Linked DNA regions of Oryctolagus cuniculus: region 2 is linked to region 1. Evidence: chromatin contacts called from public Micro-C data. All regions are on one chromosome and are shown on one strand. Each heading gives the region's core, a stretch centred on a gene start, on an enhancer-like site or on the middle of the called end of the contact. The rest is flanking DNA. Distances are from core to core; before and after follow the strand shown. Region 1 holds the start of FANCL (FA complementation group L). Region 2 holds the start of VRK2 (VRK serine/threonine kinase 2).

Region 1 (3,884 bases), core at 800-3,299:
AAAATCATCTATTATTTTTCACTTTATGTTTCTGTGTGGGAGCAAACTGTTGAAATCCCTACTTAATGTATACTAAGCTGATCTTCTGTATATTAAGATAATCGAAAATGAATCTTGATGTGAATGGAAGGGGAGAGGGAGTGGGAAAGGGGAGGGTTGTGGGTGGGAGGGACGGTATGGGGGGAAGCCATTGTAATCCATAAGTCGTACTTTGGAAATTTATATGCATTAAATAAAAGTTTAAAAAAAAAACTAATAATAAAAAATTTTTTATTTAATTAAAAAAAAAATAATGAAGAGCTGTGAGGAGGGATGATTGGACAAAGGTGGTACGATCTAATGGCAATGAAGTGGGGAACTTAACAAGATCTGTGCAGATCCTTCTCTGATTCTCCGTCTTCAGAGGAGGATGTTTTTTCCTCTGGGGATAAGGGTACCTTTCATATGAGGGTCTTAGGAGCTGCTTCAGGGGAGAAGTAGGGAGAAGGTCAGCACGTGACTTTCTTAGGCTTTGCTATCTTTTCAAATGCCAAGGTGCCATTTTAAAAAGATTTATTTATTTATATTTGAAAGGCAGTGTTCAAGAAAGATCTTCCATCTGCTGGGGCTGGGTTACTCCTCAAATGGGCCCAGCAGCAGGGGCTGGGCCAGGCTGAAGCCAGAAGCCAGGTTTCGCACATGGATAGCAGGGGCCTAAGGACTTGGGCCATCTCTGCTGCTTTCCTAGGTGCATTATCAGGGAGATGGATCAGATGTGGATCAGCCAGGACTGGAACTGGCACCCCTCTAGGATGCCATGTTAATAGTACTTACCCTACTGCACCACAACCAAATCCTGATGTCATATTTTCAAGTAGGATGTCCTGAACCCCATCAAGGGTGAAAATCTGCATTTCTATAAAGTTCAGAGGTGATGCTGAGGCTCCTTGTTCCAGGGTCACATTTTGAGAAACACTGCTTTTATGTAACATATCAAACCACTGCTCAGCCTTCTTGCTTTCCCTGACAATTCTTATAGAATTTTAAGACTCTTCAAAAACTACATTTCCACTTTGAGGGCAGTAAAGATGGAAGGGCATATCTGATTCTTCTTTGCACAACCTTTGGCATAGCACAACAGTGGTTTGTAAATAGCAGGGCTCAAAAATGTGATGCATTGAATACTATTTGGAATATCAAAGAACTACATGGTAACTATTAATAAGCTTCGTATTTAACAAATCTTTAGTAAAAGGAAATGAATCCCATTTTTGAGTTAGAAAAATGTGTAGCCAAAGAAAAATGTACTTATCAAGTTAACCACTGTATGGGTATGTCTTTTAATGGCCCACTAAGCTAATCCTCTGTCTGCGGCGCTGGCACAACAGGTTCCAATCTTGGTTGAGGCGCCAGTTCTGTCCCGGTTGCTCCTCTTCCTGTCCAGCTCTCTGCTGTGGCCTGGGAGGGCAGTGGAGGATGGCCCAGGTGCTTGGGCCCCTGCACCCGTTTGGGAGACCAGGAGGAAGCACCTGGCTCCTGGCTTCAGATCGGCACAGCACACCGGCCGTAGCGGCCATTTGTGGGGTGAACCAACGGAAGGAAGACCTTTCTTTCTGTCTCTCTTTCTCTCACTGTCTAACTATGCCTGTCAAAAAAAAAAATAATAATAATATCAGATTAAACTGGTAAGGCTTAGGAATATGTCTACACTATATGGATGTATCCCAATAGAGTACTAAGTAAGTAGGGAGAACATATTTTTGTGCATGGAGGGCATACAGGAACCCCTGAGGCCAACAGTGAGGAAGGGGCGTGAGATAGGTCAAGGGGAGCAAACGGGGCACAACACCCAGTCTGTTAAAACCATCTTAGGCTGGAAGCAACGTTACCACGAAGTTGTAGCAATCTTTGAGCAGGCTCAGGCACAAAAACCCAAAGGCCTCTGGCATTCATTAAGGCTAGAACGATTCTACACGGTGACACCAGTGACCCTCAGGCCACGCCCCCTGGCGCCTCCCGTCGAGGCCCGGGCTACCCGGCCTGCTCTACCTCTGCCTTTGTGCCCCAGGAATCCTGCAGTCTCTTCCCGCCAAACCCGCGCTTCCGCCTGCGGCGTGCATCACTGCGCATGTGCGGCGCCTGGCCCGTATAGAGCCGCCCTGCCCGGGCCCGCTAGCCATGGCGGGGACGGAAGCGAGCCTGTTGCGCCAGTTCCCGCTACTTCTGCCTCAGAACCGGGCGAAAACTGTGTATGAGGGATTCATTTCGGCTCAGGTACCCGCCCGGTCGTCCGCTGTGGCACTGCCTCCCTCGCCTGCCCCCGTGGCAGTCTGTGACTTGCGGGGTTGGGGCGCGGACTTGGGATTGCGAGGGGGCAGCTCGGAGCGGCAGTCGGGGGTCTGGAGCTTTGCGGCCGCTGCAGTCGCGGAAAACTCGGCCCTCGCCGTGGCCGCCGCGCGGGAGCCGGGGTCGCGGCGCTTCCTGGGGCGCTGGGAGGCGCGCGCGGCATAGAGCTCTCGCCTCTGGCCGCTGCGAGCGTCAGCCCGTGCCTGCCCGGGTTGGTTCTGCCAATTTTGACCTCCAGGATTCTAACACCCTCCACCCTGCGTGTGTCGGCGGCAGTTCGCAGGGGAGTTCCAGCGAATTACCTCCGGGTTTTGTGTGCCGAGAGCGTTTTGGAGGGAAAACCCATGTTGACACTTTTCCACGTTGTGTGTACCTGGGCACCGTCAGTTTCGATATTTTATAGGAAGTCTTGATAGCGGAATTAATTACCTTTGCCGATTCTAGTGCCCTCTCTTAAAGAGTTAATTGCACCTGTCACCTGTAGAGTTTTTAGGTTTACTAAGCGCTGTCTAGGTTCTGTTCTGTTCTCATTTAATACTCAGGAAAAAATTATTCTGATAGTTGAGGAAGTCATGGCTTGGGAAAACCGAAGAGATAACTAACTTGGCCTTGATCGCATGAGAGATCATAAACAGCCTAGGAGTCATAGCCTGGAAATTAGTGCATGTGTTTGAGTGCATTATGAAATCCACTCCTGAGTGAAACGCTCACCTGTTGTGGAGAAAGTCGAGTTAGTGGCAGATTACACAGCAGGCTCAGGCTTTTCACAGGTCTTCCCATTAATTGTGCCTATCCCAAGCAGTAGTGATTAAAATTGATATTACATATAGAAGAAGGACTTCATTGTTCTTTCCAGGTTGTTGAATCACCTACCTAAAAATTTGATTCAGACATTTAGAAAAGTTAGTATTACCAAGTTACACTTTTCTCAGAAACCATGTTACACCTAATTTTAAGCACATTAAGGAAAGTTGTATTAATGTGCCTGGACCTCCTAAACTGTCTTAGAAATGTGAGCTGGCAGCATTGAAATGAGGTGACATTTTCATATTGCAGTACCTACAATTCCAATTTATACCTTTTATAAGAAGCTTATTTAAATCTGAATCTAAACACTTAAATTGTCAGAAAGTGTTCTGTATGTATTTCGTGTTTATGTAGTAGCAAGATGTATGAGAACTTCAGCATATCCTTTACCTAGATTCACTGCTTCACATTGCATTAGATTGATCGTGTGTGTATTTGTGGTAGGTGTATATACACATTATTTTCCTGAACCATTGGAGATGAAATCATAGTGCCACCTGATCCCTTGATACTTCAGTGTATATAAAAACAAGAGCATACTCATCCACAGCCACAGTGTAGTTATCAAAACCTGGACACTGATAATGTTAAAAAAATCCATTATGTAGTCTAGAATCTGTATTCTACTTTTGTTAATCCCACAGTTATCCCCTTTATTCCCTCCCCTGCCCCTAACTTCCACTGTCTGATGTAGGATCCCACATTACATTTAGTTGTTATGTCTATTTAACCTGGAGTAGTTCCTCTGCTTG
Region 2 (3,884 bases), core at 777-3,276, 190 kb after region 1:
TCGAGTCCAAGCTGCTCCACTTTCAATCCACCACACTGTTAATGCACCTGGGAGAGTAGCAGAAGACAGTCCAAGTACTTGAGCCCCTGCCACCCACGAGGGGAACCCAGATGGACTTCCAGGCTCCTGGCACTGTGGCCATTTGGGGAGTGAACCAGTGTGTCTCTCCCTCTAACTCTTCCATTCAACTAACCAAATCTTCAAAAAAAAAATTAACCTAATTGAGGATAAAGTACATTTATTTGGGATCTATTAGGATTGCGATCTGGGAAGCACAAAATTCAAGCAACCTTGACAATGTGGCCCAAGTGAGCCAGTAAAGCTGCTGCCTGCAACGCTGGCATCCCGCATGGACATGGGTTCAAGTCCTGGCTGCTCTATTTATTTTCAAGCAGCTCCCTGCTAACAGCCTGGGCAAAGCATTGGAGACTGGTGGGTACCTTCCCCCCTGCCACCCACTTGGAAGACCAGTATGAAATTCCTGGCTCGGTCCTGGCCAATACGGCCACTTGAGGACTGACCCAGCGGATGGAACATCTCTCCCTCTCTACCTGCATTTCAAATAAAGAAATCTTTTTAAAAGTAAAAGAAAATGTGCTCCAAGGTTTTCAAAATGGCAGTGGCTTAATAGCCCAGACCAGACGGCAAAGAGAGTTATTTACAGGTCCTGCTTGTCAGATTTGTTACTGTTACAAGTCAAACAATCTCCCAGGGAGGAGACTGGATAAACTTCAGGAAGCAATGGGGATGTTTCCACTTTAGCTACAGATGCGGAGCACTGTTTTCGCAACAACCCCGGCCCCCCACGCCCAGCTTCCCTCCCAGTGCCTAGAATCCAGCTGCTACACAGCTCCACATACCCTCTTGACACCTGAAGCTAATTTAAATGTGAGGGTAACTGCGATCTTCTAAGTATTCCTACACAAGTTTAACTGTTGAGAGTATTTGATACGAAAGTTCATTATAAATATATACGACTACACATGAAAGTTTTCTCCACACCATCTTCCCACTTTCGATTTGACCAAGTATCTGTTCCCTTTTAAGGGCTGCACCCCTTCACTGCCAAAGTCAGCGCTCGCTGTCCTCACCTGGCAGCAGTATGAGGAGGGAGAGCGCGGGAACACCTGGCTGCCCCAGATTCCGGACCCAAGGGAGGCCTGCGATTGGGGCTGGGCGCCAAGATCACGGAGGGCCCCGTACCTGCAGTCCGTCACGAGGAGCTCCCCCTTAGAGCCAGCATATACGCGGATGCTGGCTGAAAAACCTTCGAAGAGCAACTACTGACTAGGGCACAAACTCTCAACAACGTTTTGGGTCAAGGCGGTGGCCTGCGGGCTTGAGACCTGAAAGGAGACCCTGACCACGACAGGCACGCCCCGGGGGACAGCGGGGCCTGCTCTCTCGGAGCGGTGTCCACGATGCGCCCAACGCGAGCTTCCGGGACAAACCGGGACCCTGGGCCCAACCACGAGTCAGGGCGGGGCTCCGGGCAGGCCTAGGAGAGGGCACGGCCCGGCCGCCGGGTATCCTACTCCTCCGAGACCCCAGCAGCGAAGGCCGGGGGCCCGGCGCCTGCTGCCCGATTTCCAAGAAACTTTCTTTCGCCGGACTCCACCGACCCCGCTTTCAGCAACCACGAGTGGAAGGGGGTGCTGGTTCTCACTTAGAACTAGGAAAAAGTCAGGAACAAACCCGCGAAGGCAGCGACCCCGCCCGGCCCGGGCCTGGGACGCCGCCCGCAGGCCCCGGCGTTCCGCTCCGACGGCGGCCGCGCACCCCACCCCCAGGCCTCCGGCGCGGCGCCGGCCCCCGCAGACAGAGCGCGGGGCGCGCCACGTGCCGGACGCAACCCCCGACCTCCGGCCAAGCGAGCGAGACAACACTGACCGGACCTCCGTATCTCAGCCGCCCGGCCGCGCACACCGCCTCCCGTCGGTCTCCTGGGGCTAGGCGGGGCCCAGGGGCCTCCAATCCCGCGGGGAGGCGGGCCTTGCTCCGGAGCCGGCCCTCGGAAGGGGCGAGCGCGCTTTTCTCCGGGCGGGCCGGCGGCTCCGGCGCCGCCTGTTTCTGGGGCGAGACGCCCCCTACAGCCCACGGGGCCTCGGGCTTGGCTGCAGCTGCCAGTTTCCTTCCAGTGCCAGGTGCACGCCCTGGAGACGCCCAGGGAGTGGCGAGGCTGAATCCGGAACGCGGACTGTGTCGTCGCCACGCAGCTGGGCCGGAAGTCTGGAGGATGAGCCTCAGATTGGTCTAGGGTGGATGTTCCACGACGTGCATTTGTGGAGTTGGGGTTTTCAGATCTCTTGGACCGTGACAGGAGTACCGAGTAGCAGCTAGTCCGGTACACTGAGGCCTCAGGAGTGGCCCAGGTCCTACTCCTGCCATTTACTAGCTGAGTAATCTTAACTAGCCCTAATTACTGAAGTTCACGTTTTTGTCCAAAGGGAAATAACCCTAGGATGAGGTTGTAAGGTTATTAAAACAATGAACTGAGAGAAAGTAGTTTCAAACACATCACACATAGTGAACTTAAAATATTTTCGAGTAGAAAAATGCTCAGAAAACAATTATTGACACATCGACATTCTCCATAGGAACAATGATTGCTCAGAATGCAAATTTTGCAAGGAAAAAGGGAGCCCTTTAACAATCTTGACAGAAAGAATTGATGGGACTGGGAATGGGAGAGGGAGAGGGAGAAGGAGGAGGTGGGGTGGGAGGGTGGGTATGTTCCTTAAGATGTACTTGTGAAATGCATGAAGCTTGTATTCCTTAGATAAAAGGTTTCTTTGGGAAAAAATAAATAATAAATAAATAAATAAGAATTGAGACTTCCTGTATCTATCAATCTGTCACCAGAATGAAAGCTGGCATGAGAAAACATTTTTGTAAAAAATACCCAGCACTGGCCAGTACCCTGGAGTAGTGGATAAAGCCACTGCCTGCAGCATGCAGGCATCCCATAAGGGTGCCAGTTGGAGTCCTGGCTGCACCTCTTTGGATCAAGCTCCATGCCAATGTACCTGGGAAAGCAGTGGAAATTGGCACAAGTGCTTAGGCCTCTGCATCCACGTGGGAGCCCGGAAGCAAGGTCCTGGCTCATAGCTTTTGGCTTTGGATGGGCCCAGGTCCAGCGTTGCAGCCATTTGGGGAGTGAACCAATAGATGGAAGATATTCTCATTCTCTCTCTCTCTCTCTCTCTCTTTCTCTCTCTCTCCCCCTCTGCCTCTGCCTCCTTCTGTGTAACTCTGACTTTCAAATAAATAAATAAACCTTTAAAAAAAATCCAGTAAGGTGGCTGTGAAAGTACCTTCAAAGAAATTTAAATCAGAATTGAGTAATTGTGGCCTGTGTAGTAGTCATTCACTAATCCAACATTTCCTTATTTCTCTAAATTATAAATGTAACAGGTGTCTGGTTGCCTACTCTGATACCATATGAGGTAATATTTCTCCCATCCCAAATTTGCTCAGATTCCCATCTCTTCTCCAAGTCACTCTCTTGGGTAGGATGTGGCTCCAGTCCCTGCCACAACACACTGCTGCTGCTTGGCTCCCCTCTGTCACAGTGCACTTACCCAGTGTGGCAATAAATCCTTTTAGTTCATCCTTGAAAATCTATCCAGAATCCACCACCTGCCACCTGTATTGGAATCATTCTGTTCCATACCACATTCTCTTTCTGGATAGGTGTACACCCTCCTAAATGGTACCCCTACTTTCTACTCTTCTACCCTTTGGGTCTATTCCTAACAAACAGCCAAGTGATCTTTTTAAAGCTTGCATTCAGTAATTCCCAAGCTCAGGACACTTTGGTGTCATTCTAATTTACTCAGCTATAGTAAGCCTTTATCTTGACTTGCAGAAGCATTTCTGCATTG

The links. A called contact is a pair of places that touch in the nucleus more often than the background predicts.
Region 2: a contact with region 1 is called in a Micro-C map of ear pinna, with 5 times the contacts expected there. The contact joins the promoter of VRK2 here to the promoter of FANCL in region 1. A contact is called at or near these places in 2 of 6 Hi-C or Micro-C datasets (ear pinna and an unstated tissue).

The regions. Positions count from the first base shown.
Region 1 is chr2:144,393,408-144,397,291 of mOryCun1.1, forward strand. FANCL (FA complementation group L) reads left to right here and starts at 2,050. Exons shown (of 14, transcript XM_051838724.2): 1 at 2,050-2,253. The coding sequence starts at 2,158.
Region 2 is chr2:144,585,525-144,589,408 of mOryCun1.1, forward strand. VRK2 (VRK serine/threonine kinase 2) reads right to left here and starts at 2,027. Exons shown (of 14, transcript XM_070069699.1): 1 at 1,896-2,027.